Linked DNA regions of Mus musculus: region 2 is linked to region 1. A link is a contact called in public Hi-C data. All regions are on one chromosome and are shown on one strand. Each heading gives the region's core, a stretch centred on a gene start, on an enhancer-like site or on the middle of the called end of the contact. The rest is flanking DNA. Distances are from core to core; before and after follow the strand shown.

What was found. A called contact is a pair of places that touch in the nucleus more often than the background predicts.
Region 2: a contact with region 1 is called in a Hi-C map of CD8 T cells, with 4 times the contacts expected there. The contact joins two enhancer-like sites. A contact is called at or near these places in 10 of 39 promoter capture datasets (the 3T3-L1 cell line, 3T3-L1-derived adipocytes, the C10 cell line and 6 more), 10 of 15 datasets of contacts at CTCF or cohesin (CD8 T cells, the G1E-ER4 cell line, the NIH/3T3 cell line and 6 more), 236 of 484 Hi-C or Micro-C datasets (the 63-12 cell line, the AML12 cell line, the AtT-20 cell line and 119 more), 40 of 115 datasets of contacts at active chromatin or transcription factors (the 230-238 cell line, CD4 single positive thymocytes, the HPC-7 cell line and 23 more) and 5 of 9 other capture datasets (adipose tissue, embryonic stem cells, embryonic tail and 2 more).

What each region holds. Positions count from the first base shown.
Region 1 is chr12:102,574,447-102,580,791 of GRCm38.p6, forward strand. Itpk1 (inositol 1,3,4-triphosphate 5/6 kinase) reads right to left here. Exons shown (of 10, transcript NM_172584.3): 8 at 4,659-4,726. Among named protein-coding and RNA genes, the nearest start is that of Chga, 23 kb to the left of the region's middle. Within about 2 kb of position 4,820, at least 21 of the 459 cell types and tissues checked have an H3K27ac peak or open chromatin away from gene starts, as enhancers often do. A contact at or near this core is called in CD8 T cells, Th1 cells and trophoblast stem cells, where this site is marked.
Region 2 is chr12:102,720,299-102,727,279 of GRCm38.p6, forward strand. The region is part of intron 1 of Gm30296 (a long non-coding RNA gene); the gene reads left to right. Among named protein-coding and RNA genes, the nearest start is that of Gm30296, 13 kb to the left of the region's middle. Within about 2 kb of position 5,608, at least 44 of the 459 cell types and tissues checked have an H3K27ac peak or open chromatin away from gene starts, as enhancers often do. A contact at or near this core is called in CD8 T cells, Th1 cells and trophoblast stem cells, where this site is marked.

The DNA of each region.
Region 1 (6,345 bases), core at 3,570-6,069:
CCGGAGAAGAGTGTTTCTCTCTTCCTCGCTGAGATGTACTAGGTGTTTGCAAACAACATCCCATCCCGTGTGACCTGGGCTTTCCCAAAGCTGCTGCTGGCTGTTGCTCCTGCCCGACTCTAAGCCTAGCTTCCCAGGATGTCTTCCACAGGCCTCTGGCCCAAGTCTGCCCACCCTGCCCCCGACACCTCCACTGTTACATGTTTTCTGCTTTCTGGGAAAGGCATGTGTTCTCACATACAGCCATGGGCCAGCATCTCTGAAGAGCAACGAGTCTTGGGGAGGGACCGTAGATGAGGATACAGATTCAGATCCCATCAGAGATTTCTCAGCTCCGATGACTTGGCTATAGTACCTGGCCCGTGCCTCCATTTGATTATCTGTACAATGGGAATGCTTAGGCTTCCATCATAGGTTTCTGGGCGGGACAACAAGGTAGGGACAGTGCAAGCCTGGCTTCAAGGTGTAGCTCCTGAATACGAGGACGCAGACTACATCACCTCATGTTGAACTGTCACAATAGAGTGCACACTAGCTGACAATAAGTACTGAGATCTGGGGAAAGGGGCAGGTTCAAACCAAAGTGGGAAATGAAACACACTGGGCTGGTGAGATGGGCCAGCGGGTTAAAGCTCTTGTTACTCGATGACTCGAGTTTGATCCTCCAAGTCCTGCAGGGGGCAGAGACTTTTGAAAACTGTCCTCTGAGCTCCACACACAAAAATGAATGAATAGATTTATTTAAAAATTCTCAAATGGTTAAACATAGAATACCTTAGGACCCAGATAGATAAGTCTATTAGGGGTTTAAAAAGGGCACTCAAAGAGACCTTGGGGCACCAATGGTAACTGTAGTGATCTTCCAATGGCCAAATGTTCCAGATGGTTCCAGACAAATGGGAAAGCTGTAGCTTATCCACACAAAGAAACATGAATTGTCCATAAAAAGGACTCAAGTTCTTCCATGCACGGTGCCGAGGGTCGGGAGTCAGCTGGGGAGCGAAGTGTTGAAGATACGGCTTATGTAGACCGCCCAGCACAGTCTGAGATCATGTAGGTGGAGGTCAGACTCAAGGTGGCCAGGGGCTGGGGCGGGAGGAACAGGGATCGGGTGTTCATGGAAACAGGGGAGGAAAATATTTTGGAATTGGATAGAGGTGTGTCAACAGGACACTGAGTGTGTGACTGCTGCTATTAAATTGTTCACTGTAGGAGCTGGGCAGATGGCTCAGCAGTTTAGAGGACCGGTTACTCTTACAGAGGACCTGGACTTGACAGTATTCACATGGGATCTGATGCCCTCTTCTGACCTCTGCAGGCACAGCATGCATATAGTGCACAGACATGCAGGCCAAACACTCACATGCATACAAAAAAAATTAAATCTTAAAAAAAAAATACTTAAAATAGCCAATTTTACACAGGTAGATTTTTATCTCAATTTAAAAAGCCCAGAAAATGCTGGGTGTGGTGGTGTAAATCCCAGTATTTGGGGGCAGGAGCACGATTTACATAGAGAGTTCCACACCAGCCAAGCTACAAAGTGAGATCCTATCTCAAAACAAGACAACTGTACAACTCAGACACAAGCTAGAGTCACTGGAGAGGGAAGCTCAACTGAGCAAGTGTCTCCGTAAGACTGGACTGTGGGCCAGCCTGTAGGGCATTTTCTTAATCAGTGATAGATGGGGGAGGGCCCAGCCCATTGTGGGTGGTGCCACCCCCAGGCTGACAGTTCTGGGTTTTACAAGAAAGCAGGCTGAAGAAGCCATGAGGAGCAAGGCAGTGAGCAGCTTCCCTCCACTGCTGCTGCATCAGCTCTGCCTCAGGTTCCGGTCCTGATTTCCTTTCAAAATGAACTGTGATGTGGAAGCATAAACCAAGTTAAGTCCTTTCTTCTCCAAGCCACTTTGGTCATGGTGTCTCACCGCAGCAACAGTAACCCTAACTAACTAGGACAACAACCAAATAAAAAAGCGCTGGTCACTAATAAAAAGACCTTAATATAGACATGTGTTGAGCAGGGACCGACACACGGACCCACCTATGTCCTGCTGCTCAGGCTATACCCACAGCTCTGTGAACAGCAGGGCCCCTCCATTTGAAACCCTGCTATCCCGTGCCTGACCTAGGGAAAGTATTTCCTGGGGTGGGGGTGAGGGGCAGCCACCACCTGGCTACAGTGGGCACTCAGCCCTGCCTGAGCTTCCTGGTCACTTGGGTCAGTGGCTTGGCCCAGCCCAGAGTCCCAAACCAAATCAGAGACTAGCCTTGGCCTTCCTGCATCCACTATGTGTCCCTGATCTGTCAAGTGGCCCTCCTGGACCTTGCTTTTCCACCCCAGTGAATAAGCTAATAAAAATACCTAGGCCGTGAGGCTCCGGTAAGGAAGGACTGCTGAGCGGATAGCTGAGGCTCGTGGCGCAGTGCCTGGGAGCAAGGCAGTACTCATCATTGCCTGTTATGGAGCCCCGTGACACGCTGTTTATAAAAGCACCTTCTTAGCTCAGCTAAAGAATCTCAGAAGTCCTTCTGAAGCCATTTGATTATCCAAAACCAAACAGCCAGTCTAGTACTAGACAAAGGCAGAGAGATGGCCCCATGGACCCAAGCCAATTGAGCTGTGGGGTTCTAGGACAGGAGGAAGAATCGAGCTGGTGTGCCTGTGGACTGACCTGGTGACCCTCGACCTCTATTGCAGCTGACACTAATCACAATACAGGTGTGTACATGTCAGACGCAGACATTCCTAGTGACTCATGAGAGAGATGAAGGAACCCAGGCTCAGGGAGGTGATGTGACTCAGGTCAGACCTCAGGTCAGACCACAGCAGAGAACTCTGCTTCCTCACTATGGCAGTGCTGGGGATAGATGTGTGTGTGTGTGTGTGTGTGTGTGTGTGTGTGTGTATTTGCCACTGAGCTACCCACTGGGAGCTATGCTCAATAATCCCATGAACACCTTTCACCCTCTCAATGGTGAAAGGTGTTCATGGTCTAAAAGCTTAGGGAGAAGCGAGGCCCATTTTCAAAGGCATTGTCTAGGGATGAGGCGGGCCTTCAAGGTTACTGGGTGTCCCTGCATGGCACTCCTTGGGGCAGGAGTGGGGCATGCTCTGGCCACTGGTTCCTAGGAATAGAATCGACTTCCAGTTCAGCTTGCCGGCATCCTGGAGTGTGATGTCCCCAGGGACAAAGGCTGTGTGTGCCGTTCTGCACCACAAGACGTCAGCTCTGAAGGGCTCGGTGTGGTAGTGGAAATATGGGGTACCTGAAGGCCTCAGGTGTGGGGAGGGACCTTGTGGTGTAGTAGACTCTCTCCATTCCTCAGAAGAAGAAGCAGGCCAATAGGCAATGATTCAAGAAGGGAGACTTCCCAGCCTTAAAGCATCCCTCTGGCACTGGCTGGTAATAGTCTCAGTGCTCAGCAGTGCTCTACCACGCAAGAACACCGACAGGGACAGCCTCTCGGGAAGCCTGTGTAAGGCCAACTCCCTCTTGCCACCAGATGAGCTGGATTCCCAGGGGCCTAGTGGGAGGGGGCAGGACGCCAGTGATTCTGACATGAGGAGAAGAAAGCCTTCCCACATACACGGCTCTGCTTGTATTTCTCAGGGTGCATAGCCAGCTCTGTGAGAGTCTGCTTGAGATGTGGTGGTCTGGGCGGATGAGGTGGCTCAGTGTGTCAAAGTCTTGAGAGCTGAGTTCCTTTCACAGAACACACATACAGGTGGGGTGGGAAGAACCATAAACTCCACAAAGTGGTCCCCTGACTTTCACGCACGCACACGAACACACAGTAATTAAAAGTTAAACAAGCCTGATGGTCCAAGGCTTCCCTATTTGTTCTAGGGGGACGACATCAATCTAGATCCCAAGGGACAGTGCTATCTTTCCAGGTCCTGTCAAAGCCACGCTTTATCTCTTGGCTCACAGTGGCATCTTCAAAGGAAGCGCAAACAAGGAACTAGCCACGCTGGTGGCGCACACCTTTAATCCCAGCGCTCAGGAGGCAGAGGCAGGTGGATCTGTGACTCTGAGGCCAGCCAGAGCCACACAAGAAAGGAACTGCCGTGCTGCTGAGGTCAGAGGTCAGGCACCCGAGGCCAGGCCAAGGGCCTGGAACCAGGTTAGGTACAAGACAATGGCAGCTTCTGTCGTTGAGTATAATCAGGAGAGATAGAAGGACCTACTCTGAGCTCCCAGAACACATGACTCCCCCATGGAGAGCTGAAGCCAGACTTCTGTGGGGAACAGAAGGCTGTAGCCCAAGGCACTTTTTGCTACTATCAAGGAAGGAAATTTCTAGAAGACTCTCAACTTTGTAATCAGAGAGGTGAGGGTAATCCCTGCTTGCCTCTGTATGAACTCGGTCTGTGTTGTCCTTTCTCTAAGCTGGTTGCCCTTTCTGTAAAGCTGCATGAGATAAGGCCGCCAAGCACCCCCCACTAAGCCTGACATACTGATGTTCCAGCCATGATGGCAAGAGGGAGGCTGCTCCAGAGGCAAGCTGACTCACTGAAAGTGGTCCTCACCAGGTCCTAAGTGCTCCCTTCCAGACACATACAAGACCATGAAGCCCACTGATATGATTGTGTGGGCCCTTCTAAACAGCTCAGCTAGAACCCCTTGACAGGCTGCCGTGGACGACAGACATACCTCAGTGAGGACTGATGAAGACTCCGGCTTTGACACATTGTGGCTGTTGAAGAAGATGGACTCACGATCTGAAAAAAACAGAAGTCACAGGGTGAATCAGACCAGGAGACAGCAATGCCAACACCAGGGGGCAGCACCACCCCAGTCACGCTCTGGGTGGCCTCTGGCTCAGCCCTGGGTTCTTGGGAGCTAGGCTCCCACATCACATAGAGATGTGCATCCATCAGGATCCCGGCTTCAATTTGTCCTCCCACATAAAAATGAGTGGTTTACTGGGGCACCCTCACTACCATTGTATGGCACTATGTATGGGTTTCCTTAGCACCTAAGGCTGGGCCGGTCATAAGTATGAACAGGAGGCTGGGAAGAGAAGGGCAACGGAGGTGAAGACATAGTGCACCCAGATATCAAAGGTCTGGAGTGCCCTGAGAGAAGAAGCCTACCAAAAGCCATTTGGGCCAGGTAACCCCAATCAAGTGGCCACTCATATGTAAGCTGAACAGACAAAAGGTTCCCAACTACTTAATAGGAACCCGAGCAAGGCTTCCACAGGCTCACCCAGGAAAGCCTTGCAATGCCCCAGTCTCCTCTACACCACATGGCTGATCTGCTGCTGCCCACAATCCCTCAGCCCCCTGGACGCCAGAGAGGCAGCTCAGTCCCAGGAATGTGATGGAGCGTCCATTTATTCCCCTTGTACGAATGTCCTTGAGGTGTAAGCCATGATTGCTCTGGGGAGATGTAAGCTTGGCTGCACAGTTTGCAATGTTCTCAAGCACTTGGAAGCATGGACACGCTAGGGCGAGAATCACAAAACCACAAGCCTAGGGGTTGAGATCTGGCCATTACCCCCTCATAGCCCCACTCCCACCAAGAATAGCACAGGGCCAATCTGGGCTGGAAGCCCCCCCAAGGGGGTCCTGACAACCCTTGCTCAAATTCTTGCAAAAGAGGTGTCATGGATCCCCCACCCTGCAGGACATGGTGATCATCCCTGGGACCCAGGCCCCCGAGCACTAGGACAGGTTGAACACGGGCTGAGGGCGTGTGTGCCAGGGCTCAGGTGCCTGTTGTGGCTGCCATGACCCCCCAGCAGCCCCATGACTCTACGGCGCCATAAAAATCATGCACAAGGAAGTGATTCAGGCAGAGCCAAGCAGGCAGGCGCTGAAGTACCTGGCATCCTTCCCGCTAGTGGGGCACAGAGGCCCCTGGCCACCCCGGTGTGCCCGACAGTCCTCCCGCTGCTCCGACCAGAGCCAGTCCAGACAGGGGGCATGAGAGATGGTCCTGGGGAGGAGCCTGGGAAAAATAAACACCCTGCGGGACTTGTGTCAAGCACGCCCACTGGTCCCTGCTCTCGGGCACAGGTGAACCTTCAGGAATGGCGGGCAGAGCCTGACAGACCAAGAGGCTGGACCAGGGCTTCGTCACTTAGGATGGCTCTCTGGCCTTCCATAGGCATTGCCAACCTTCTCCTGGAGCGTCCTGAACTCGGGGTACCTCCCACCCAAGCCTCTATAGGTCCCCAAGAGCAAAGGCGGAAAGAGCAGAGCAGGCCTGAGGTGTGAGGACAGGAGCAGGTAGACACAGTAATGCTCAAGGAGTGTGGGAAGCCTGTGGGAGCCTGCACGAAGCACACAGAGGCTTGGCTGGTGCTAGGAAGGGACGGCACCGGAGACTTGTG
Region 2 (6,981 bases), core at 4,358-6,857, 150 kb after region 1:
TATCTTGGGGCTTGAGGCATTAAGAACAGCTATAGTGGTGGCACACGTCTTTAATCCCAGCACTTGTGAGGCAGAGGTAGGTGGATTTCTGAGTTCTGAGTTCGAGGCCAGCCTGGTCTACAGAGTGAGTTCCAGGACAGCCAGGGCTACACAGAGAAACCCTGTCTTGAAAAACCAAAAATCAAAACAAAACAACAAACAAACAAAGAAAAACCTTACAGCTATATATAGCTTATAGCTATAAGCTATAACCTCTGTATGGAATTTGAGCCAGTAGCTATCAGCCCACCTGTGTCCCTGTGACTAGGTACCCATGCAGACAGCTGGCAGGATGACTATATATAGAAATAGAGATTCAATCAAAGTGGATTCTCCCTCATAATTTTGGTTTTTGAAAACTGTGGGCATGGGTAGCTTTTCTTATCTGTGAATGTTTGGGGTTTTTTTTTGTTGTTGTTGTGGTTGTTGGTTGATTTTTCAAGACAGGGTTTCTCTGTGTAGCCCTGGCTGTCCTGGAACTCACTCTGTAGAGCAGGCTGGCCTCAAACTCAGAAATCCGCCTGCCTCTGCCTCCCAAGTGCTGGGATTAAAGTCGTGCACCACCATGCCCGACTTGTGAATGTATTTCACACTCATGAAGTTGAGGGGCTTTTGCGGAGTGTTTTGAGGAAGCAATGTTCAGTGGCTGACAGGAAAGCTCAAAACCAGGGGCAGAGGATCACAAGCTAAAGGAAGCAGGGAGCTGAGGGCATGTCAGAGAAGGGTTCTCTGGACAGCAAGCGTGAGTGCAAAGATACAGGAGGAGAAGGGTATGGGAGATGGACCCGTGGGCAAGCTGCTTGCACCCCAAACAGAGGGACCCGAATTCTGATCCCCAGGATCCATGGAAAAGCTGGTGTAGTTCCAGCACTGGGACGGGGAGATAGGTGAATCCCATGGGCTTTCTGGCCAGCCACTCTGGCTGGTCAGTGAGTTCCAGGGTCATTGAAAAACACGGCTTAAAAAATAAATAAGGTGGAAATGGCGACTGGAGTTGACTTCCTGGATCCCACACACTGGAAAGAAAGAACCAACTTCCTCAAATTCCCTAACCGCCCCGTCAGCACACTCACACACACAAGAAAATAGAGTTTAATTAAAAAAAAAAAAAAAAGCCGGACGTGGTGGCGCACACCTTTAGTCCCAGCACTTGGGAGGCAGAGGCAGGCGGATTTCTGAGTTTGAGGCCAGCCTGGTCTACAAAGTGAGTTCCAGGACAGCCAGGGCTACACAGAGAAACCCTGTCTCGCAAAACCAAAAAAAAAAAAAAAAAAAAAAAAAAACCAGGATATGAAGTATGATGTTTAATTTTTTTTTTTTAAGCCTAATGCATGCAAAGCCCCAGAGGCCAGTGCTCAGGACTTAGGAGCCAATGCTGGAAGATCACATGAAGCCAGCATGGGGGTAGGGACTTAGCACAGTGGTAGAGCTCTTGCTTAACAAGCACAAGGCCCTGGTATCGGTTCTCAGCTCTGAAAAAAAAATAATAAAAAAATAAGTCAAAATAACAAAAAGAAGCCAGGGTGAACCAGACAGTGGGACCCTATCTCAGAGAAAAACAGAAGTCAGGGCCCCTCCAGGAAAAGGGCGGCGGGGAAAGCTGGGTTCTACTTAGAATACGAAAGAGCAAGAGCCAGAGAGTGGGGGGTGGGAGAGAGGGGTGGGAGAGAACGAGAGAGGAGGGAGGAGGGAGAGAGGGAGAGGCTTTGCGTTTTAAAAATAGCCGATATCTAAAAATACAAAAGATTAAACCCATTTTTAAATTTTTCTATTTTTTAAAGCCTATTTTTAAAAGAAAGATTCACTAGGATTGTCCTCCCGTCGATGGCATTGAGCTCCGTGTGCCTTCTGTATGTGCATAATTTATACGCATGTATCTTTTCACGGTATTCCCTGGGTCCTGGACGATGTCCCGTGAGGGAATTGAGGGGACTGAGCCCCCGTGAAGCCTCTCACTTAAGACTTGGGTCCTGGAGTAAGTAGACTCCAGACAGGAGACACGGGGCTATTGTTACACTAGAGGGTAGGGTCAGGAGGGTCGGGTGGAAAGTTGGCTTTTAAGGAGCCAACAAGTGTCACAGGCTGGCAGGGCCCTGCAGTGTGGGGTTGGTGCTTCCCCGAGGCCAGCACCACTGTTGTTAACCGACTGTGCAGGAGATTCTTTGGGGTTCTCTCACTGGGAGGAGACAAACCCAATCCTGGCTGTTCAGAGCTGAGCAGGTGCACGGGGCTCGCGCTACACAGCACCTCCGAGGGGGGCTGAGGAGCAGCTGGGGTACCTGTGGGGCCCACGCTACAGGATGTGAACTGTGAGATGATTGGTTCAGACAAGGAGGCTGAGTGAGTGGGAGAGCCTGATGCAACAGGATCCAGCTCCTCACTGTGCAGGCAGGCAATCAAATTCCAGAGGAGGCCGGACCGTGGCGACCCCGTGTGTGGGGTGGACTGGAGATGCTGGCATGAACTCTAGGTTTGAAAGATATATGGATAGACCTAGAAATGGATATAGATAGATATGTAAACGTGCACATACCTCATACACTTCTTGATGCGGACCTAGGAGAAACAACAGCCCTGACGAGCCCGCGTGCCTGGTACCCAGGTATTTAATTATCATTCCCCACTGACAAAATAAAAATTCATCTCGACAGAATGAAAATCCAAAATTCCAGACGCGGAGAATTACAAAACCCTGTCTAGGAAAGAAAGTACTCAAGACACAAAACCGCTGTGTAGATGTCAGATCATCGCAGAGCCGCTGAATAAACTCCCATCTGTCAAAGGCAGCTAACCTTTGACTCTTAGACAAAGGAGCCTGGCCAGGACCACAGGTCTGCTCCTCCTGCTGTCTGAATCTTGCCTCTACCTCAGACTCCATGAGTTTCCAGATGACTGACTGAGGTAGAAGTTAGGTTTGGATGCTGTAATAAAACCCAACAATGATGACTCATACGTAAACGGAAATTTAATCTCTCTGATTTGCAAATAAACAGAAATTTAATTTCTCAGGCACTTGAAAGTCTGAGCTGTTAGACAGGGAGGCAATGGCTCCAAGTCACTCCAGCCCAACCCTGACTTTTTTTTTTTGAGATGAGTTGTAGTCCTGGTCAGCCTGGAACTCACTATGTAGACCAAGCTGGCCTAGAACTCAACAGATCTGCCTGCCTCTGCCTCCAAAACCCAAGTGCTGAGATTAAAAGCACGCACTAAGCCGGGCGTGGTGGTGCACACTAATCCCAGCACTCAGGAGGCAGAGGCAGGAGGATTTCTGAGTTCGAGGCCAGCCTGGTCTACAGAGTGAGCTCCAGGACAGCCAGGACTACACAGAGAAACCCTGTCTCGAAAAACCAAAAAACCAAACCAAAACAAAACAAAACAAAACAAAACAAAACAAAAAAAACAAAAAGCATGCACTATTGAACCTTGCTTTCTTTCTTGTTGTCTCCATCCCCAAACCCGTCTTTCCTCATAAACCAATAGGGCTGCTCCTGCCAGCACATTCCTGTTCTAGCCAGAAAGAAAGAGGAAAAGATTTTTCCTGTAAAAAGGAAGATAAAAGAATGTGCCTTCGCTTTAAGGATATGACCTAGAATATTATATATATATATATATCACTTCTGTTCACACCCCCGCTGTCTGGAGCTTAGTTGCAGAACGTGTCAATCTGTAAGGGAGGCTGGGAAGCAGGCAGTAATTAAGCCACTCTGAACCTGGCTAAAAATAGTTTTACCATGTAAGAAAGGGGTAGCAGGAGCCGGGAGAAAGTGAGCGCTTCTCTCCTGTGACAAATTCCTCATTTGCTTTCCTTAAGCAGAGCTGATTCTTTTACACATGACCAGCAGAACACAGACTCATAGGCAAATGAGACACTAACTTTTACCCACCGTTCTTGATACCAGGCAGTCCAGGGTGACATCCCTGTCTTTTTTAGTTGGGTTTTTTTTCCAGTGAATATATTTAATTTTTAATATTTATTTATTTTTAAGACAGGGTCTTACTATGCAGACTTGGCTGGTCTTGAATGCTCAAAGATCTGTCTGCCTTTGCCTCCCAGAGTGTTGGAATTAATTAAAGGTGTGTGTCACCAGCCCCTAATTTTTAAAATTTATTTATTTTATGTGCACTGATGTTTTACTTGTATATGTCTGTGTGAGTGTCAGATCCCCTGGAGCTGGAGTTACTGACAGCTGTGAGCCACCATGTGAGTGCTGGGAACTGAACCTAGGTCCTCTGGAAGAGCAGTCAGTGCTTTCAACCACAGAGCCATCTCTCCAGCCCCAGACTTAGCTACTTTTAATTGTCATGTGTATGAGTGTTTGCCTGAATGTATTATGCTTACATGTGTGCCAGTTGTCTATGAAGATCAGAGTCCTTGGACCTGGTGACTGTAAATGATCGTGTGCGTGCTGGGAACCCAACCTGGGTCTTCTGTAATAGCAAGTGCTATGACCCAATGGCCCATCTTTCCAGGCCCCCATTTAAATTTTTAAAATATTTATTCATTCAGGGGGCAGGGCATACTCAGGCTACAGCATGTATGCCCAGCATGTTGGTCAGTGGTCAGAGGATAGCTGAGTCACCTCTTTCCTTCAGCTAGTCTCTCCCTGAGACTGAACTTATATTGTCAGGCTGGGCTGCAGGGGTATGACCCACTGAGCCATCTTCCTATGCCATCTTTTATAGTCCAGATAGCAATTCAGTAAAAACGTTTGGACAAGTGAGGAGATCGATTATCAAGGTGACAACAGGACTTGCTCTTGTCTCCAACAATGGGACAGCTAGAATAGGAGCCAAGATTTCTGGTAGCCTCACGCTCAAGTTCTTGGCATCACACTTGTCCTGCAGTCTCTCTGCCTGTGACCCTGGTGATGGGAATACATCATCCATTGCTGTCCCCTGTCTGCATTCTGCTGGTGCCAGGCCTATCTGGGTTGCATCTTCCTTTAACAATGTCAATGACATCCTGGGTGACACACCTTTATGCTTAGTCAGCAGCTCCACCCTGATCTCATGATAAGCACTTTCTCAGTTGGGGACACACCCTGACATCCTTCAGTCATGCTGATGCCCATAGATGCGAGAGAAGCCCTCAGCATAGTGAAGATTCAAAAAGGGACATAGTGATATAGATGCTCTAGTTCTAAGGCAATGGTGTGTCGGGGTCATGGCCAGAGGGGGCTACTACGCGGGCGGGAAGTGGGTAGGGAGAGCAGCAGAGAATCTCTTGAAAGGAAACTGTCTGGGTTCCTAGGAGACGGCCCACCAACTTTCCTGATTAAAAAAAAAAAGCCAACCGAGGCTTCATACACGTGTAGATGGTGGGACAGCTGAGCAGGCCAGGGCTGGGGGAGAGGGGGTGGTAAGAAGCCAGTCAGTGGAGATGTACCAGGAGTGAACCTGAGGGTGCCAGGAGGACAGGGGACACCCATCCTCCAGAACATGGACTTCAGCCCCAAGGACCTTGGCATTTATGGCCTGGGTGAGTCTGTGCCCACCCACGGCTATGACACAGAAGCCTCGGGACTCTGGGCTGGTTCAGGATGTCCTCCTGGCCCTGAGATGACTATGCATCAAACTGGCTTCCTGCCAGCATTACAGAAGGCTTCTTCAGAGCAGCAGCAGTCTAAGCACACATAGGAGTTGGCTCGGCAGCCAGTTCACTTAGAAGGTCTGGGCTGTAGCTTATGGGACTCTCCAGAGGGTGGAGGGGAGAGTGCTGGGAAATGCATATGGTGCTCTCAGGGAGGGGTTCCTGCTTGGTAGCGGTTTCCAGTTTCTGTAGCTAGCTGACTGCCACCCACGAACGAACTATGTAACTATGCACAACGGGCTCTATTAGCCAGTCTGGGCCTGCCTCCACACACAGATGCTCACACCCTGTCTATTAGAAAAGCATAGAGGTGCGTTTTGAGGTCTGAGACTAGAGAATGATGGGAGTCTTGGTCTGTCTGGAGGCAAGAGCTGGGACGCTTCCATAGCCTAGGCTATCTCAGTCTCTCCCTCTTGATTTGCATTGTTCGGGGTCCACTCAATCTCCTGTTGTAGCAGATTGGTATCTGTGCCTGGGTCAAGGAGCTAAGGATCCCTCTTGCTCACTTTTGCTGGGCTTTCGTGTCTCCTGACAAGAAAGAAACCAGACTGCAGCTGATCCTCTTTCTGTCCCAGTTTCAAATTCCCTAGAGGATGCCCATTGGTCCCGCTTGGGTCAGAGGCCCAGTCAGCTATGACTAGGGAACAAGAAGTTGTTATATATAGCAAGATGGTAGCCAAGGTTGAGGAAAATAGAAACAAGACCATTGAGAGAAGCTCAGTGGATAAAGAAAGGCACTTGCTGCCAAGCCTGACAACCTGAGTTCAAAACCCAGGCCTGTCATAATAGAAAGAACCAATTCCTACATGTTATCCTCGACCCTCACGCCCTCCATCTCTCTTCCTTCCCCTCTTATTCTTTTGTGATGAGATTTCAGTACAGTTCAGCCTGGCCTCAGATCACCATTCACCTGCCTCAGCCTCTTGGTGCTGAGACCACAGGCTTGTGCCACCACAACCTAGCCTGTCACTGAGCTATTTGAAAGAGTAGACACATGTGGTAGCACATGTCTTTAATCCCAGCACTTGGGAAGTAGAAGCAGAGAGATCTCTGTGAATAGGAGGGTTGGTCCTCATAGCAAATTCCAAGCTAGCCAGGACTCCATAGAGAAGCCCTGTCTCAGAAACAAACTAATGCAAAAAGTCAAGCACACACATTACAGAATTTCACGCTGCGGGATTAGTCATGCCCAAGGAAAGGGCAGAGGCACTTCTACCTCCAACAGCAACAGCCACTCCTCTATGCAACCCAGCCCCCCAGTTACACCCAGACTTACGTCGTAAAGGTCTCAAAATGTCTTTCAATGATTGCTGTCTTCAGATCTGGTGTTCAGAGGGTCTTGGCCTTCTGGT